Linked DNA regions of Canis lupus: region 2 is linked to region 1. A link is a contact called in public Hi-C data. All regions are on one chromosome and are shown on one strand. The core of a region is the stretch at or near the end of the contact, and the rest is flanking DNA. Distances in the headings are between cores, read along the strand shown.

What was found. Hi-C and Micro-C count contacts between places; a contact is called where the count stands out from the background.
Region 2: a Hi-C map of blood shows a contact between it and region 1, with 3 times the contacts expected there. The contact joins the promoter of HECTD4 here to the promoter of NAA25 in region 1. A contact is called at or near these places in 4 of 9 Hi-C or Micro-C datasets (amygdala and blood).

Annotation. Positions count from the first base shown.
Region 1 is chr26:10,023,047-10,026,823 of UU_Cfam_GSD_1.0, forward strand. It overlaps NAA25 (N-alpha-acetyltransferase 25, NatB auxiliary subunit), which reads right to left and starts at 1,983. Exons shown (of 24, transcript XM_038575133.1): 1 at 1,845-1,983. The coding sequence starts at 1,902.
Region 2 is chr26:10,277,551-10,281,148 of UU_Cfam_GSD_1.0, forward strand. HECTD4 (probable E3 ubiquitin-protein ligase HECTD4) reads right to left here and starts at 1,566. Exons shown (of 77, transcript XM_038575137.1): 1 at 1,343-1,566. The coding sequence starts at 1,519.

The DNA.
Region 1 (3,777 bases), core at 733-3,232:
GAATTCTATTCCTGAAACCAATACTGCACTGTATGTTAGCTAACTAGAATTTAAATTTAAAAATAAAAGTACTGAATCTTTTTAATGGCGGGGGCCTGGGGCACCTGGCTGCTCAGTAGTAGGAGCACGCGACTCTTGATCTCAGAGTTATGAGTTCAAGCCCCACAATGGGCACAGAGATTACCTCAATAAATGAATAAAACTTAAAAAAAATCTGCAGGCAGCTGCTGTTGCAGAGAGTCATACGTAATACGCCAAAAATTGTGAGCCCTGGCTGGATTCAGTTCCTACTCTCAATCACCCTTATTTCATCCTTGCCTTCTGAAAATATATACTGGAGGGTATGATAACATACACCATGAGGAAATGGAAATAGAGTCCTACCTCTGCCACTCAACACACCTGTGTGACCTTTGGCAACTCAGTGTCTTCAGCTCAAAGTGAGGTATTCTCTAGCAATGGTTAAGACAGTAAGCTTCGGACACTGGGGTTCAGATCCTAACCCCATCAAATGTTAGCTGAGTGACCTCAGGTAAATTAGACAACATGAACAAAGTCCCATTTTTCTCATCTGTGGGGGAAAAGGAGGAGGGGGTGCAGAATTGGAAAAAACTATCCACCTCATGAGAATGTGTGAAAATTAAATGAGATAAGCCATGTGAACGGCCAGTCGCAGAGGCGACATAGTAATCAGTCTATACACATTAGCTTTTATTTCCCACCTCACAGGGTTGTTGCTAGAATCAAATGAGACATGAGTAAAGCATCATACAAATTTATAAAAGCAGGACCAACTGTACCAGAAATAAAGTTGCCCCCTCCTCCAAAAAAGTTGAGTGATCTCAGCCATGTGGAGAAACCTCCATTTACAGTAACATCTACACTATAAACGCGAGGTCTAGTTTGGCAAAAACCACTGACCTTGAAGCCTTCCTTACCATTAAGAGAGACCAACCACCCATGAGAGAGAGGAACTACCACAGTCCAATTACAGAACATCTCAGTTATTGAAAAGGTGTTCCTCCCTGACTCAAATCTGTTTTTCACAACATCAAGGATGACATCAAGGTCTTAAAGCCTGGGGTGAAGAGAAACGTTATGGAGGAGGATCTATTTTACAAGCACATGGGAAGCTGCAGAGAAAACCAGAGAAGCTGCGGAGAGGAGAAGCCCTGCAGCAGCCCTGCATGCCCCTCTGACAAGAGCTAACACGGTCTCTTCACCGCTATTTTGGGCCCACGACCCCCACCCCCCCACCCCCCCACCCCGCCTCCCACGTGCGCCCAGCGCAGCTGTTTCCCCACCAAACGGCTCTGGATTGGGGGCCTCGAATCCGACCTGCTCCTGGCTCGATCTGGGTGACCTTACATCAGCCCTTCCCCTCTTTGGGTCCGTTTTTCCATGTGCACCGAGCACAGCTAGTCAGACCACCCCCTAGGCTCGATTCTCGTAAGTAAAAACTCTTTAGTGATGAATTTTCCCTCAAGTAGTGTCGCACCCTCACGCTGGAGCCAGCTTTCACCTGGCTCGGGATCCACCTGAGATCCTGAGAATCCCTTGGTGCGGCACTAACAACGCAGCCAGAGTGTCTCTCAGGGCCTGCAAGTCAGGCCAGCTCTGCCGACCTGACCCTGCCTGGACCGCGCCGCTGCCAGCACAGGGCTCAGGAAGGCCCGGCCGGCACCTACGCGAGGCCCGTGGCTGCGGCCTAGAGGTCCGCGCGGCCCGCCCCCCGCGCCCGCCAGTTCCGCGCCTGCCCCCTCAGCACCCCTCCTGGACCTTCGCCCCGGCCTCAGCAGCCCTCGACGCGTCCCGCCGACAACAGGCTGGCCCCAGACACTCACCGTAAATGGGCCGGAGGCGCCTGTCGTTAGGGTCCTGCACATGGCCCCGCGTCGCCATGATGACAAGCGCAGAACCGCAATGCGCACGCGCGGGGCAGGCCCTCGGGAAGGGGCTGTTAAAGGGCCAGCGCTGATCTCGCTCTTCTATCGCGATAGTCGCGGAGCTGCGACTGGACGCCCCGCGCGGAGAGGGAATTCCCCGGGACCCCCGACCCCTACCCGCACCGCAGTGGCTTCTCGGATAGGAAACTTTCCTCCTTTGGCCTGATGGAATCGACCTGGGTGGAACAGACGGCTGTTGGTATTGAAATCCCTTCCGAATCACGTACTGGTGGGTAGTGAGGAAAGGAGGGGAGAAACTCGTTCAAAACTGGGGCTCGGCTGCTCCTGCTTGTCGTATTTATCCTCAGTGTCCAAGGAGGACCAGCCAGACTTGTCTTTGACTAACTGTTGAGGAACCAGAAACTCCTCTGGGAGATTGACCCAAGGGACAATAAGGAAAGGGGGGCTGATCAGGGGTGCCTGACTCGCCCAATAGGGAGAGCATGCGACTCTTGATCTTGGGCTTGATAAGTTCAAGCCCCTGGTAGGACACAGCTTACTTTAAAAATGGGGGGGGGGGGGTGCCCCTGGGTGGCTCAGTCGGTGAAGCGTCTGCCTTCGACTGAGGTCATAATCCCGGGGTCCTGGATTCAAGCCCCAACCCGGCTCCCTGCGCAGGGGGGAGCCTGCTTCTCTCTTTCCCTCTGCCTGCTGCTCTCCCTGCTTGTGCGCTCTCTCTCTGTCAAATAAATAAATAAAATCTTAAAAAAAAAAAAAAAAAGGGAAGGGGGTTGTGGAATGCTGATCAACAGTAAAAATCTGCCTGAAATGTTCAGGATCCCTTCACCCCTCATCTGGCGTTTAGCCAGCTAAAAAGCATCCTAGATTAGTAGTAATCCAGTCAGTTTGTCAATTATACATCAGTAAAGCTGGAGGGAAAAAGTAATTCAATGCATAGAATACATAGTTATTGAATACCAATTATGTGCCCTGCTTTGTTTTAGGCCCGAAGGCTACATCAATAGAGTTTTCATGGAGCTTTACTTGTGATGGGAGAGACAAAGAAAATAGCAAATGAGGTGGTGATAAACGATTCTGGGAAAAGTAAAACAGGGACAGGGGAGTGGAGGAGGGAGGCAATTGTATATGCATAATGTGGTCAGGGAAAGCCTAGTTGAAAAAGTGACAGTTGTCAAAGACTTGGAGTAGGAGGAGGAGGGAGCCATTAGGTGTGCTAGGCTCAGTAGAGTCATAACCTAAGGTAAGGCCACACTAGTCACTATGATTCAAACTCAGGTCTTTCTGAGAACCAGGGTGATCCTGTGCACTACAGTGTCTCCAAGTGTCAGCTATGACCAGATAGGGTTGACACCTTCTACTGATGTTCCTTCCCTCTCCCCTTCTGAGCTTTTTAGCATCCAAGAAAATGATTCTCCAACTTTAGTGCTCATCAGAATCCCTTGGGGAACTTGATAAACATTAGTTTCCTGGATTCTACTGCCAGAGATGCTAATTCAAACAAAGAACCGCTCTTTGAAAAATAGTAATTAGAAGCACCTGGATGGCTCAGTCAGCGAACCATCTGCCTGCCTTCAGCTCAGGTCATGATCCCAAGGTCCTCGGATCAAGCCCCAAATCAGGCTCCCTGCTCAGCAACGAGTCTGCTTCTCCCTCTCCCCCTGCCTCTCGCCTTGGCTTGTGTTGTCTCTTGTTCACTTTCTCTCTCAAATAAATAAATAAAATCATTTTTTAAAAAAATACTAATTAGGGCAGCCCGGGTGGCTCAGCGGTTTAGCGCCGCCTTCAGCCCAGGGCGTGATCTTGGAGGCCCAAGATCGAGTCCCATGTCGGGCTCCCTGCAAAGAGCCTGCTTCTCCCTCTGCCTCTCTCT
Region 2 (3,598 bases), core at 316-2,815, 250 kb after region 1:
AAAACACTTGCTTTTTCTAGAATAGGCCCAAATGAGGCATAATAAAACCATAATCCCATGTTAGGAATTCCCTATCAACTTCTTCCCTTTTCGGTGGCCAAACTGAAAAATAAGTCAATTAAGAGTTCACAATGGGAATACTGCAACCTCAACCTCAAACCCAGACACAAAACACAGTGGAACGCATTCGCATCTCAAGCACGCCCAAACGCCTTGGCGAACGCGATCTGATCACTACCGTTTCCAGAAACACACTGTAATGTATTTTAATCCATTTCTATAAACGTTCCTTGTGCTGAAAGCCAAAGTGCATGCAAAACCGCAAAACACAAAAGATTTTCGCATTCCGTTTTTAGCCAGAAGATAGGCCATCCTCTCTGCGCCCTACCCTAGAGAGTCTTCCTTGCGACAGTAGGAATGACACCCCATGCTACCTACACATCAAAATATCACCCCAAAGTGGAGGGGGTGCAGCGTCAGCATCGGCTGGCCTGGATGAAAGGATACTGCCAGTATTCCCACCTCTGGGCAAACATGAAACCAAGTGAAGTCAGTGGAAAGTTCTCAACAACCGAGATATTTGGTTTCCTTCTGCTCCAAACCCAGCAGCAGCAAAAATGCGGAGATTTGCTTTTGCACCTGCCACGGCTCACGGCTTCCCGGCGACTCCCGAGCTCACGAAAAAGGCCTTGAGGCCTAAAGCGCCCGTGACCCCTTGCGGAGAGCGCACGGAGGGCCCCTGTAGCATCACCCTCGCTGTCCACACCGCTCGCTTCCCTGACAAAGGCCCCGTGTCGGTCCGAGGCACGACACAGAGAAGTTACCGGTTTGTCCATCACGGACCGACAGCTGCCAATACCCTCCGGGGGTGGGGGTACCGGCGAGGTGGAGATCAACATAGGACTGGCAATGAGAAAGGGAGAGGTATACAACGTTAAAATTAAAACGTCCCCAAAGCTAAGCAACCTGGGTGTGCCCTGCAAGTGAGTCCAGAGGGCTCGTGGGGGAGGGGAGAGAGCCGGGGAGACGACGGTGGCTCCTCCAGGGCGTGAAGGCCGTGCCGAGTGACAGTCTAATAAAATGCTGGGTGTCAGAACGCTCAGAATGAAACCACAAATGCAATCCCCCGCGAGCTTGAGGCCCTGAGGAGGCAGGGAGGCGGGCGGGCTGCGGATCTGCGGCCGCGGCCCCCCACCTGTCCGCCCTGCGCCCACACACCTGCCGGGGCACACTCTGGGGAGCCTCGGGGTGGGGGTGAGGCAGAGGTGCGATGGCCCGAGCCCTGGGGTGCGGGGCGGGCGGGCTAATGGGCTGGCAGAGGCCGGGGAGCAGCCTCGCTCACCTCCAAGTCGGTGTCGGCGGCCTCCGGGGCCCCGAGGATCTCGCTCGGCAGCTCGGCTAGGTCGGTGACCCGGATCAGCCCGTCGTGCAGGAAGATGGTCTCCTCCTTCACCGAGAGCCACTGCGCCGAGTCCGCGGCCGCCGCCGCCGCAGCTGCCGCGGCCGCCGACGAGCCCATGGCCCTGGCTGAGGGCTGGACGGTGAGGGGCAGCCGCCCGGCCCGGGGGAAACGCGAGCAGCAGCCGCCGAGATCACCAGTCCATAGCAGCAGCAGCCGCGCCCGCCTGCAGCGCCCCGCTCGCCGCGTCGCCCGTGCAGCTCCGCCCTAGGCGGTCCGAGCCGCCATCCCCCCACCCCCGGCCCGGGAGACCCCGGCCCCGCCGCCACCGCCGCCGCCCTGAGGAGCAGGACCCGCCTCTGCCGCTCGGCAGCCAACTGTCAGTAAGACGCCATGTTGGGGGCGGGGCTCCCGGCATGCCCCGCGGAGCGGACAATACAGGCTCCGCCCCCCGCTTGGCCCCGCCCCCAGGCGGCCCGGGCCTCCCAAATCTGCAGGACCTCTATGCCTCGCCTTTCGATGGGTCTTGTCCTCAGACTGACCTTCCCCCTCGTTCTACCTCTAGCCACCCAGGGGCGCCCGGGATCTGCCGTGCGCCAGCAGAAGAAGCCGCCGCCTCCCCTCCTCTCCCTCCTCGGGTGTGCATCCTTCGCAGGGGCCAGAACGCCCCATCCTCGACAGAACTTAGAGGTTCATTTCCTGCTTTCATATTTAAATGAGGTATATGCAAAAATTGGGCACAGTGAACACTTGTTCATAAGCGCTCGGTAGAGCCTCACAGTAGGTGCTGCTTATTTTACTAAAGTGTCTGGTACTCCATAAGCACTCAAAACCTGATGAAAATAAAGCACCGGTCACAATGCTTGGTGCCCAGCATCTGGCACTTAATAAGTGCGACCTAGTGGGAGTTGAACTATTGTTTTCTTTTTTTTTTTTTTAACTATTGTTTTCTTTCATCAGTATTCAACACTGATTGACATGCATCTTAAAAATACGCCCGCCATCCCATTTTATTAAAACAATAGAGGAAAGAAACGTGTGTAGAGAAAAATGTGTGGGAGAACACATTCCAAATTGTTAATGTGAATTGCCATGCAGAGTGGGACTGGTCTGTAATGGTTGCGGTGAAGATTGCTGTCTTTGTACTGCACTTACAATTTTATTTTATTTTTTAAAAGATTTTATTTGTTTATTCATGAGAATACACGGGGGGGGGGGGGCAGAGACACAGGCAGAGGGAGAAGCAGGCTCCATGCAGGGAGCCCGACGTGGGACTCGATCCTGGGACTCCAGGATCACACCCTGGGCTGAAGGCAGCCCTAAACCGCTAAGCCACCAGGGCTGCCCTGCACTTAGAATTTTTAAAAAAGCACTCATTGATATAAAAGGACTTGAAAATGTATGTACACACACACACAAACCCATGCACACAGACGTTAATAGCAGCTTTATTAATAATTTTCAAAACTTGGAAGTAACCAGGATGCCCTTGAGTGGGTGAATGGATAAACTGAGGTCCATCCAGTCAATGAAATATTATTCAGAGCTAAAAACAGGAATGACTATCAAGTCATGAAAAGACATGGAGGAAACTTAAAGGTGTATTACTAAGTGAAAGAAGCCAATTTGAAAAGGCTACATGTGGGGCGCTTGTGTGGCATCCTCAGTTAAGCAATTGACTTGGTTTCAGCTCAGGCCCTGATCTCAGATCATGAGATGGAGCCTGCATGGGGCTCTGTTGTGAGATGGAGCCCCATTGGGCTCTGCGCTCATCTGTAGAGTCTGCTTAGGACTCTCTCTGCCCTTCCCCCTCTCTATAAAATAAATAAATAAATCATTTTTAAAAAGCTACATACTGTGTGATTCCAACTATAGGACATTCTGGAAAAGGCAGAAAAAAATCAGTGGTTGCTAGGGCTTTGGGGTGTGGAGAGAGGGATGACTAGGCAGAGCATGGAGGATTTGGGGGCAGTAAAAATAATCTGTTTGGGGACACCTGGATGGCTCAAGCAGTTGAGCGCCTGCCTTCCACCCAGGGCATGATCCTGGAGACCCAGGATCGAGTCCCACATAGGGCTCCTTTCAGGGAGCCTGCTTCTCCCTCTGCCTGTGTCTCTGCTTCTCTCTCTCTGTGTGTCTCTCATAAATAGATAAATAAAATCTTTAAAATAGTAATAATCTGTTTGGTACCATAATGAT